Regions from separate parts of the Hordeum vulgare genome. Here all the other regions are linked to region 3. The links are chromatin contacts, called in public Hi-C maps. All regions are on one chromosome and are shown on one strand. Each heading gives the region's core, a stretch centred on a gene start, on an enhancer-like site or on the middle of the called end of the contact. The rest is flanking DNA. Distances are from core to core; before and after follow the strand shown. Region 1 holds the start of LOC123398257 (zinc-finger homeodomain protein 9-like). Region 2 has its middle 55 kb from the start of LOC123398604. Region 3 has its middle 49 kb from the start of LOC123395619.

Region 1 (2,893 bases), core at 218-2,717, 310 kb before region 3:
TGGTCGCCGCGGAGGAGGCCGCTGCCGAGGCGCTGCGGCGGGCGCTGTGGCCGCCGAGGTAGTTGTGCTTGTTGTTGTGCATCCATACCTTGAAGACGCCCTTGCTGACGCCGATGTCGCGGCACCACTCGTCGACCACGCCCTCGTCGCGCTTCTGCAGGCGCCACCCCAGGCGCTCCGACAGCTCCTGCATCCGCTGCTTCTGCTCCGCCGTGAACTTGGTGCGGAACCGCTTCCTGGCCGGCATCATCGCGTGCGGCGGCGGCGCCGTCGCCGGCGAGAGCTGGGCGGGGAGCCTACTGTGGCCCTGTGCCGGCGCCCCCGGCGCGCTGGAGTTCAGGGAGAGCAGCATGTGTGGGTGTGGCGCAGAAGACATGTACGGCGGTGGCTGCTGCGCCACCGGCGCCAGATGGTGCGCGGATGGAGGATGCTGCGGCGGGGAGACGGAGCGCTCGTCGTCGTACTCGGAGCCATCCGAGTCGGAGTCAGAGTCGTCGCCGTCGACGCCCGGGAGCCGGTCATCAGGCGTCTCAGGAGCGCGCTGCGGCAGGCCATGGAGCACGGTCGCCGGCATGGGCATGGGCATGGGCATGGGCGGCGCCGGCAGCAGGGCCGGCTGGGGCTGGGGCGGGGGCGGGGGCGGCGAGCCCTCCACCATGACGAGGCGGTGGAAGTTGCGGTGGCAGCCGCAGGCCGCGCACTTGTACGAGGCTGGGTCGGCGGTGTTGAGCTCCACGACCGGCATCCACTCGCCGCAGCCGTCCACGGCGTGCGCGCCGATGGCCGCCGCGTGGTTCTTGAGGCACTCCTTGTACGCGGGCACCGCCTCCAGCACCGGCGGCGGCGGCGACGGCACGGCCGCCTGCCGCACCTTCTTGACGGAGCCGTTGGGGTAGAGGGCCGGCCTGTACTTGACGTCCATGGCCTCCATGCTCCGCTCGGCGCTCGGCGCTCGGGGTGTCACTCGGCTTGACAAAGATTACTACCACTAGTGGGCTTTAGTTAGGGACGGGCGGGGGTCAAGGGAGTGAGGGAAAACTACAGGTAAGGATGTGAAGCTAGCGAGGCCAAGGCGAGGAGATAATAAGAGTATAAAAAGGCCGACGGCGACGCTCAAAGACCAACCCCCATTAATCCATGTCATTACTCATAAGACTATATACATACATATACATACTCCAGTACACAAAACAGAAAATTTTCCAAAGATCCTAGAGATAGATGGATGGATGGATAGATAGATAGATAGATCATGACGACACACTGTGTTGAATCGGTTGCAGCTGCAGCTGTATCCCGCGTCACGCGCACCGCCCAGGAGTAAACATGGACCGCTGATCAAAGAAGGTGAATCAACCAAGACATGCGCCACGGAAACCCCGGCCGTTTTTGGTTGACCTCCGTCGTTTTTCCGCTGTCAATTTGAAGCATCGCAGGAGATGGACCCGACGACGCGTGTACACCACTGTTGTACATTTGTCGCCCATGTATAGCTGTTAATTAATTAATACCATGACACCGGGGTGTATTTTTGTTATTATAATGGTCCTCAATTTGAGCTGTCAATGTATGTTTTTCATTAATTAGGTAGAAATTTGAGTACAGTAAGCATGCACTGTCAACCACATTTAACGATGGTCACCAACTACAGAATGCATACTACTCCCCCTCTGTACCTAAATACTAGTAATTTAAAAGAATTAGACTTAGCTCTCCCCAACTACAAGTATCTAGACGCGGAGGGACTAATATACTAGTAATAAATACTCCAAAACCTTGATTTAAAGTTGCTAGTACAAAGTCGAGACATTTATTTTGATACGAAGAAAGTACTAATGTATGTGACCAAGTAAGAAAATTTGTCAAATATTCTTATCAAAAGTTACAGACATTAACAAATCTTAAAACCATATTGCAAGTAATGCATTTGTAATCAACAATAGTAAATCTCAATACACAATCGGAAACCCTGCCGTTTTTGTTTGACCTCCATCACTTTTGCAGTGTCAATCTGCATATCACATAATAGATGAACGCGACGGTGTACCCCAGTGTTGTACACGGCAGCACATCTTTTTTTATTAATGGTCCTCAATTTGAGTTGTCAATGTATATTTTCATTAATTTGGTAGAAATTAGTAAGCATCAACAATCACCCACATTTAACGATCATCACCAACCACACAATGCATACTAGTATACTACTCCCTTCGTTTGAAAATACTTATCATAGAAATGAATATATCTAGATGTATTTTAGTTCTAGATAAATACATTTGTATTCATTTTAATGACAGTTAATTCCGGACGAGGGAGTAATAAGTACTCCCGAACCTTGTTTTGAAGTTCATATGAACTATATGTAACCAAGTAAGAAAATATGTCAAATGTTTTTATAAAAAGTTTCACACATTAGCAAATCTTAAAACCATAATGCAAACAATGCATTCACAACCAACAATTGTAAATCTCAATATACAATCATCAATCTTATGATATAAGTATATATCGCTCGTATTCAATCATCACCACTACTTATGTCGGTCCCAAGCACATACATGTGTTGGGAAACATAGTAGAAAACAAAAAAAGTTTGCCCTATGATCAACTAACACTATGACAATATAATAACAGTTGTGATCAGATCGTTACCAACTCCGAGTTGCACCACAAGAAGACGAGTTTGTGTAGATCGTTGATGAAGTCCCTCGAATCGTAGAAGAACGATCATGCGAACGGCCCGAACAATCCCTCAAACGGAAGACCGAAAACACGACCTCTCTACTTGGTTGCAAGCGTACGGTCTTCACGATCCGACAGCGCTGCACCGTCCAGAGCTAATTGTCACCAGAGAATTAAAGGAAGGAGATTAGAACCATACTAAGCTTCTAAT
Region 2 (2,736 bases), core at 97-2,596, 460 kb before region 3:
AAGATGAATAGTGTATTATTTCGGAAAAGTACATGTATTATTATAATTTAGCCCCTATTATCAAAAATTTGAGTCATTTGGCCCGCTTGATCTTTAATTCCTGGCTTCGCCACTCGGCGAGCGTTCCTTCGGAAGCCTCCGAATGATCACTTCTACGTGCTGCCCCATCCGTCATCACGGGTCGCGTTGTCATGTCTCGCGTTCTGAGTGTTCTTTTTAGAAAAAAATTCATGTGTTTTCAGCTTCTTAGGTGGGGTTTATTCTGGGTGTTTTCGGGGGTTTGATTTTTCATCGGTCTTTCTTAGGTTTTGGACGAATTTCAAAAAATTGCATGAAAAAACATGTTTTTTTATTCTTTCCTAAAAAGCAAGGTTTTTCTTACACGGCATGGATTTGCTTCCGCGAGAGGCACGGCCGTTCCTTTCGAAAAGAAAAAAAATGTGTTTTATTTTTTTCTTCCTCGAGAGGTACAGTTTTACTTTCGTGAGAGGTACAGATTATTTTTGCGAGAGGCACGGCCGTGTCTTTCAAAAACAAAAAAATAACAAAAAAAATATGTGTTTTTTGTTTTTTTTCGCGAGAGGTGCGATTTTGCTTCCGTGAGAGGCACGGTCGTAAAACTCGAAAACAAAAAAAAATATTTTCTGTTTTTTTATTTCACGAGAGACATGGACGTGCCTCTCGGAAACGGGAGCTACGACTGTGCCTCTCGAAAACGGAAAAAAACATGCTTTTTTTGCGAGAGGCACGGTTTTGCTTCTGCGAGAGGAACAGATTTGCTTTCGTGAGAGGCACGGTCGTGCCTCTAGGAAATGGAAATCTTTCGCGACAGCCACGGTTTTTCGGTCGGTTTTTTCATCCAGTTTTTTGTTGAAAAAATAAATCATAAAAACCTATTAACATGGGATCTAGCTTTAAAGATCTCAGCGTAGGGAGTCCAAAGATGAAAACAGTTCAAGATTTGAAAGCACGGCTTAAGAGATAAAACATTTTGAAAATAAAGGATCTAATAAAAAAAGAGAATACTCGCAGATTGAGACAAGTTATAGACATGCAATGCGTCACGTGTCGCAACCTGAAAAGATGTTAATGATCTTTGAGAGGTATACTCTTCAATTAGTGATTTTGTCTTTGGTTTGGGGTTTTGTTTTGGGATTGTCTTTTGTTAGTTGTCTTTTTTGAGACAATTTTGTTAGTTGTTAAGGCTAACATGCTAGCTCAACGAACATCCCTCACTGTTTTCATAAATGGAAAAGGAAAGCCCAACGTGGGAGTTAGTGACTATGGGCGGATCGTGTAAGTCGTGCGTAACGTGTCCCATGTCGACCAGACATGTACCTCGGGAGCTCCTACATGCCGCTCAATGCGGCAGAGAGCCCATGCATCGCACAGCGGGGCGCCCGGTTGGGCCGGCCCAGTTACGTTTCTTTTTTGTTCTTTTTTCTTTTCTTTTATTATGTGAAGAAAACACATTTTCTAAATTTGAAGAACAATTAAAAATGGTGAACAAATTTGGAAGCACGGATAATTTTAAAACACGAATAGTTTTTGAATCTTGATAACAAAATTTTGAAAACAAGAATAATTTAGAAAAACTCCAAACAAATTTGAAAGCGGGAACAACTTTTTATGCACAAACATTTTTTGAATTTTGAGCACAAATTTCGAAACCAAGAACAATTTTCAAAAAATGTGTACAATTTTGAAAACACGGACAATTTTACAAAACACGAACATCTTTTGAATCTTGAGATCAAAATTTTGAAAAGGAGAACAATTTTAAAAAAATCCAAACAAAATTTTAAATCACGATCATTTTTTGAATTTTGAGAACAAATTTTGAAACCATGAACAATTTTCAAAAAATGTGAACAAATTTGAAAACGCAGACAATTTTATAAAACACGAACATCTTTTGAATCTTGAGATCAAAATTTTGAAAAGGAGAACAATTTTGAAAAACTCCAAACAAAATTTTAAAGCACGATCATTTTTTGAATTTTGAGAACAAATTTTGAAACCATGAACAAATTTAAAAAAAGTGAGAAAATTTGGAAGCGCGAATAATTTTTCAAGGCATAAACATTTTTTGAATCTTGAGGACAAAATTTTGAAAAGGAGAACAATTTTTTAAAACCCCGAACATTTTTTAAAACGTGAACAAAATTTTAAAGCACGAAGATTTTCTGAATTTTGAGAACAAATTTTGAAACCAAGAGCATTTTTAAAAAACCTGAACAAATTTGGAAGCGTGAACAAATTGTTTCAGCATGAACATTTTTTGAATCTTGGGAACAAAATTTAGATAAGGAGAACAATTTTGAAAAACTTGAAACAAATTTGAAGCGCGAACACAATTTTCAAACGTGAATATTATTTGAGTTTTGAAAACAAAATTTCAAACCGAGAACAATTTTAAAAAACATGAACAGATTTGAAAGCACGAAAAAAATAAAGAACGAACATTTTATGAATTTTGAGAACAAATTTTGAAACTAAGACCAAATTTTAGAAACCCCAAAAAAATTTGGAAGCACGAACAGTTTTTGAATCTTAAGAAAGTTTTTTGAAACTGAAAACAAATTTGAGTTTGAGAAACTAATTTTGAAACCGAAAACATTTTCTGAAAAATACAGAACATTTTTTGAAGTCAAGAAGATTTTTTTGAAAATTCATTTTTTCTAAATTAAAACATTTTTTGAAACAGAAACCGAAAAAAGGAAAAGAAAAAAATAA
Region 3 (2,730 bases), core at 117-2,616:
CTATGTCGAAGTAATATTCCTTTGAAGCACTCTATATTTCTCTTAGATCGACCATAATACAAGTAATGAATCAGACCATAGCGAGCCATTTTATTATATTTTTCTAAAGGAAAACTAAGACGGACTAACTAATATGTAAATCAGCTGATGAAAGAGCCGCATGCGAAGAAAAATAAATGCAAGTTCTCTCTTTGAATCAATATTTATTGTTTTGTAGTAATGCATTTCAAATCTGTGTAGGACTGTATGTCTTTTTTTTATCATTGGTATAAATTGTTTTCATTATGCATTTCAAGGAATTTCAACCACAATAGATGGACACGAGTGAAGGTGAGTAATACAAGTTGCATAGATGAAAAAATTACCAACAAATTTCTATACGAGAATATTTAGAAATTTTGTTTCTCTATATACAACATGTTCCTGCATCACACTCACACACCCTCATACTACACGTGTCTCAAAATATAAAACACTCATCTCAAAATAAGTATGCAATTGACAAATGCAACATCGCCAAGTTACAAAGGGAGGGATACAAATGATACACGCACTTTTTGCGAAAAATCAAATGAATAATCTAGCCGCGCAAACGCGCGGGCCACCCGCTATTTCTGAACAAGACAAAAGACCGGCTGTCATTTCCATCGAGCGGGACAAGGCTCGGTTTACAAGTTTGAAATTCCCCACGAACAAGTTGTGAAGGTTTGTGCGTATGCGTACGCCCGCCCACGGATTTGCTCGATCGGCTTGACACCCGTGTCATCCTTAGCTGTCCGCCTGTCATCCGGTCGCGGGGGCAATCAATGGCCGAAGTTATCGCCGCTGACAGCACGCACGCGCTACGCCGGCCCGCGGCGGAGGAAAGGATGCATGAATTACTCCTCCTACGTAAGAGTAGATGCGAGCCGCCGCCTGCACGCGCAATGTGCCCTTGGTTAATGCGGCTGTCCTCCGTCCGGTGCGCCGAGCACCCGCACGGTTAACCGAGCACCTACCCCTCCTTGATTCCGATTCCACCCAGACGCGAGACGACGCGCATCACTCGGCCGGCGTACCAACCGATCTGGAGACTGCAGAACCAACTCATCACTCCACCGTGCATCATGCTCGTCGCCGGCGAGTTAAACGGCGGCGGATTGCTTCCGATCGATCCCATGGCGTGAACCGCTGGTCGGCGGTAAGCTAACCAACACGAGGAGCGTTGGGTTTTGGTTTGGTGGTCAGAATGGTCGGTCGATTTCAGCGCAGGTACGGAGCAACCTGGATGGGGCCATCCGCGGCGACGCGAGTTGACGGGTCGATGATACGGAGGCGGTGGTGTGCACACTGCATGCAGCGGCTGTCGGACGGTTTCAGTGGATGGATAGTGGGCACGAGGTTGCAGGCCTCGGCCGGACGGACGGGACTATTCCCCTAGCCGCGCTCATGTTTCCCTGCGCCCCGGCGGGAAGGGAAGAGAAGAGAAGAGAAGAAGGGACCTTTCACCAAGATTGTACTTTGATCATTGGATTTTGTACGCCGTATTAAGACCGAATAGTCACTTTGGAGCAGGGGCACATTGCGTCCACTTTTACTACTTGATACTATATGATATGATGTAGGTCAACGAAAATGCCTTTTGGAGCTCGGTTTTCATGCAGGACGGTTTTTGAAAAGCTCAAAATTCATCGGAATTCATATTTTTACATTAGAAAAAAACTGAAAAAATGCGGATATACATGGAGGCAGAACACACGTGCCTCCGATATGTGCAAAAAGATTGTACTCCGTATTAAGACCGAATAGTCACTTTGGAGCACGGCCACATTGCACCCGTTTTTATCCGATATGATGTACTTTATCTGATTTATCAGTAAAGCCGGTTTGTTTACTAAAAGAAGACAATGCATCCGGGCTTTTTTAGGTTCTAAACAAATTATTTGTACTGCTCAAAAATTCCAATTTTTTGTGTACGTGCATATCTAGAAGTGTAGTATACCTCTGCAAAACTCCATGAATCTACATGCTTATATGTGAGATATACAGAAAACATTACATGAAAAATGGCTTGTTTTTCCTTGTCTTTTGGGACATAATTTTATCATTTTTTGTAGCGTATGATATAACTTATTATAATACGAAAAATAATTGGTACTTAGAGCACATCCATATCAATTCGTGTAAAAAAACAACTATTATTTAAACCTTTCAGTAATTTTTTTGCCATTCAAAGATACCAGCTCAATGAAGCACATGCTCCAAAAATCCGCTTAAGTGTTTGGACAAAAAATTGATAAACAACCACTCTATCAAACAGTACAATCCATCCGCTTTAAATTGATATCACCAGGATCTTATTTGAAATTTATTTATCTACAGTTTTTATTTTGTATCACATAAATCATAAATTGGCAAAATAACCAATAGTTAACCTACATATAAAACTCGCTCATGTATACTTTCCTTAAAACTTTTGAAATTAAAGGGCATTTCATTAAAAATGCGGGGTTCATCATTTTAGTAAAACTCCATAAAACAATCTAATTGTAATCTTAAGGTGCTTCGATCACGACAGCTAGAGGAGGGTCGTCCCAACAAATCAAGTTTTTAAAGATGGAACTTACTTCAAATCTCAGCAACTTCCTGAACTTAGTAATCATGTATCCGCAAATCGACGACTACATATCAAATAGACAATTTTTAAGTATTAATCCCTCTGTTCGATAATGTAGTGTGTATAGATTGTAC

What was found. Hi-C and Micro-C count contacts between places; a contact is called where the count stands out from the background.
Region 1: a contact with region 3 is called in a Hi-C map of seedling, with 2.6 times the contacts expected there. The contact joins the promoter of LOC123398257 here to the enhancer-like site in region 3. A contact is called at or near these places in 1 of 6 Hi-C or Micro-C datasets (seedling) and 1 of 1 datasets of contacts at active chromatin or transcription factors (embryo).
Region 2: a Hi-C map of seedling shows a contact between it and region 3, with 4 times the contacts expected there. The contact joins two enhancer-like sites. A contact is called at or near these places in 2 of 6 Hi-C or Micro-C datasets (leaf and seedling).

Annotation. Positions count from the first base shown.
Region 1 is chr5H:447,752,153-447,755,045 of MorexV3_pseudomolecules_assembly, reverse strand. It overlaps LOC123398257 (zinc-finger homeodomain protein 9-like), which reads right to left and starts at 1,467. Exons shown (of 1, transcript XM_045092747.1): 1 at 1-1,467. The coding sequence starts at 931.
Region 2 is chr5H:447,909,046-447,911,781 of MorexV3_pseudomolecules_assembly, reverse strand. No RefSeq gene overlaps it. Among protein-coding and RNA genes, the nearest start is that of LOC123398604, 55 kb to the left of the region's middle. Within about 2 kb of position 1,346, at least 3 of the 3 cell types and tissues checked have open chromatin away from gene starts, as enhancers often do. A contact at or near this core is called in seedling, where this site is marked.
Region 3 is chr5H:447,446,912-447,449,641 of MorexV3_pseudomolecules_assembly, reverse strand. No RefSeq gene overlaps it. Among protein-coding and RNA genes, the nearest start is that of LOC123395619, 49 kb to the right of the region's middle. Within about 2 kb of position 1,366, at least 2 of the 3 cell types and tissues checked have open chromatin away from gene starts, as enhancers often do. A contact at or near this core is called in seedling, where this site is marked.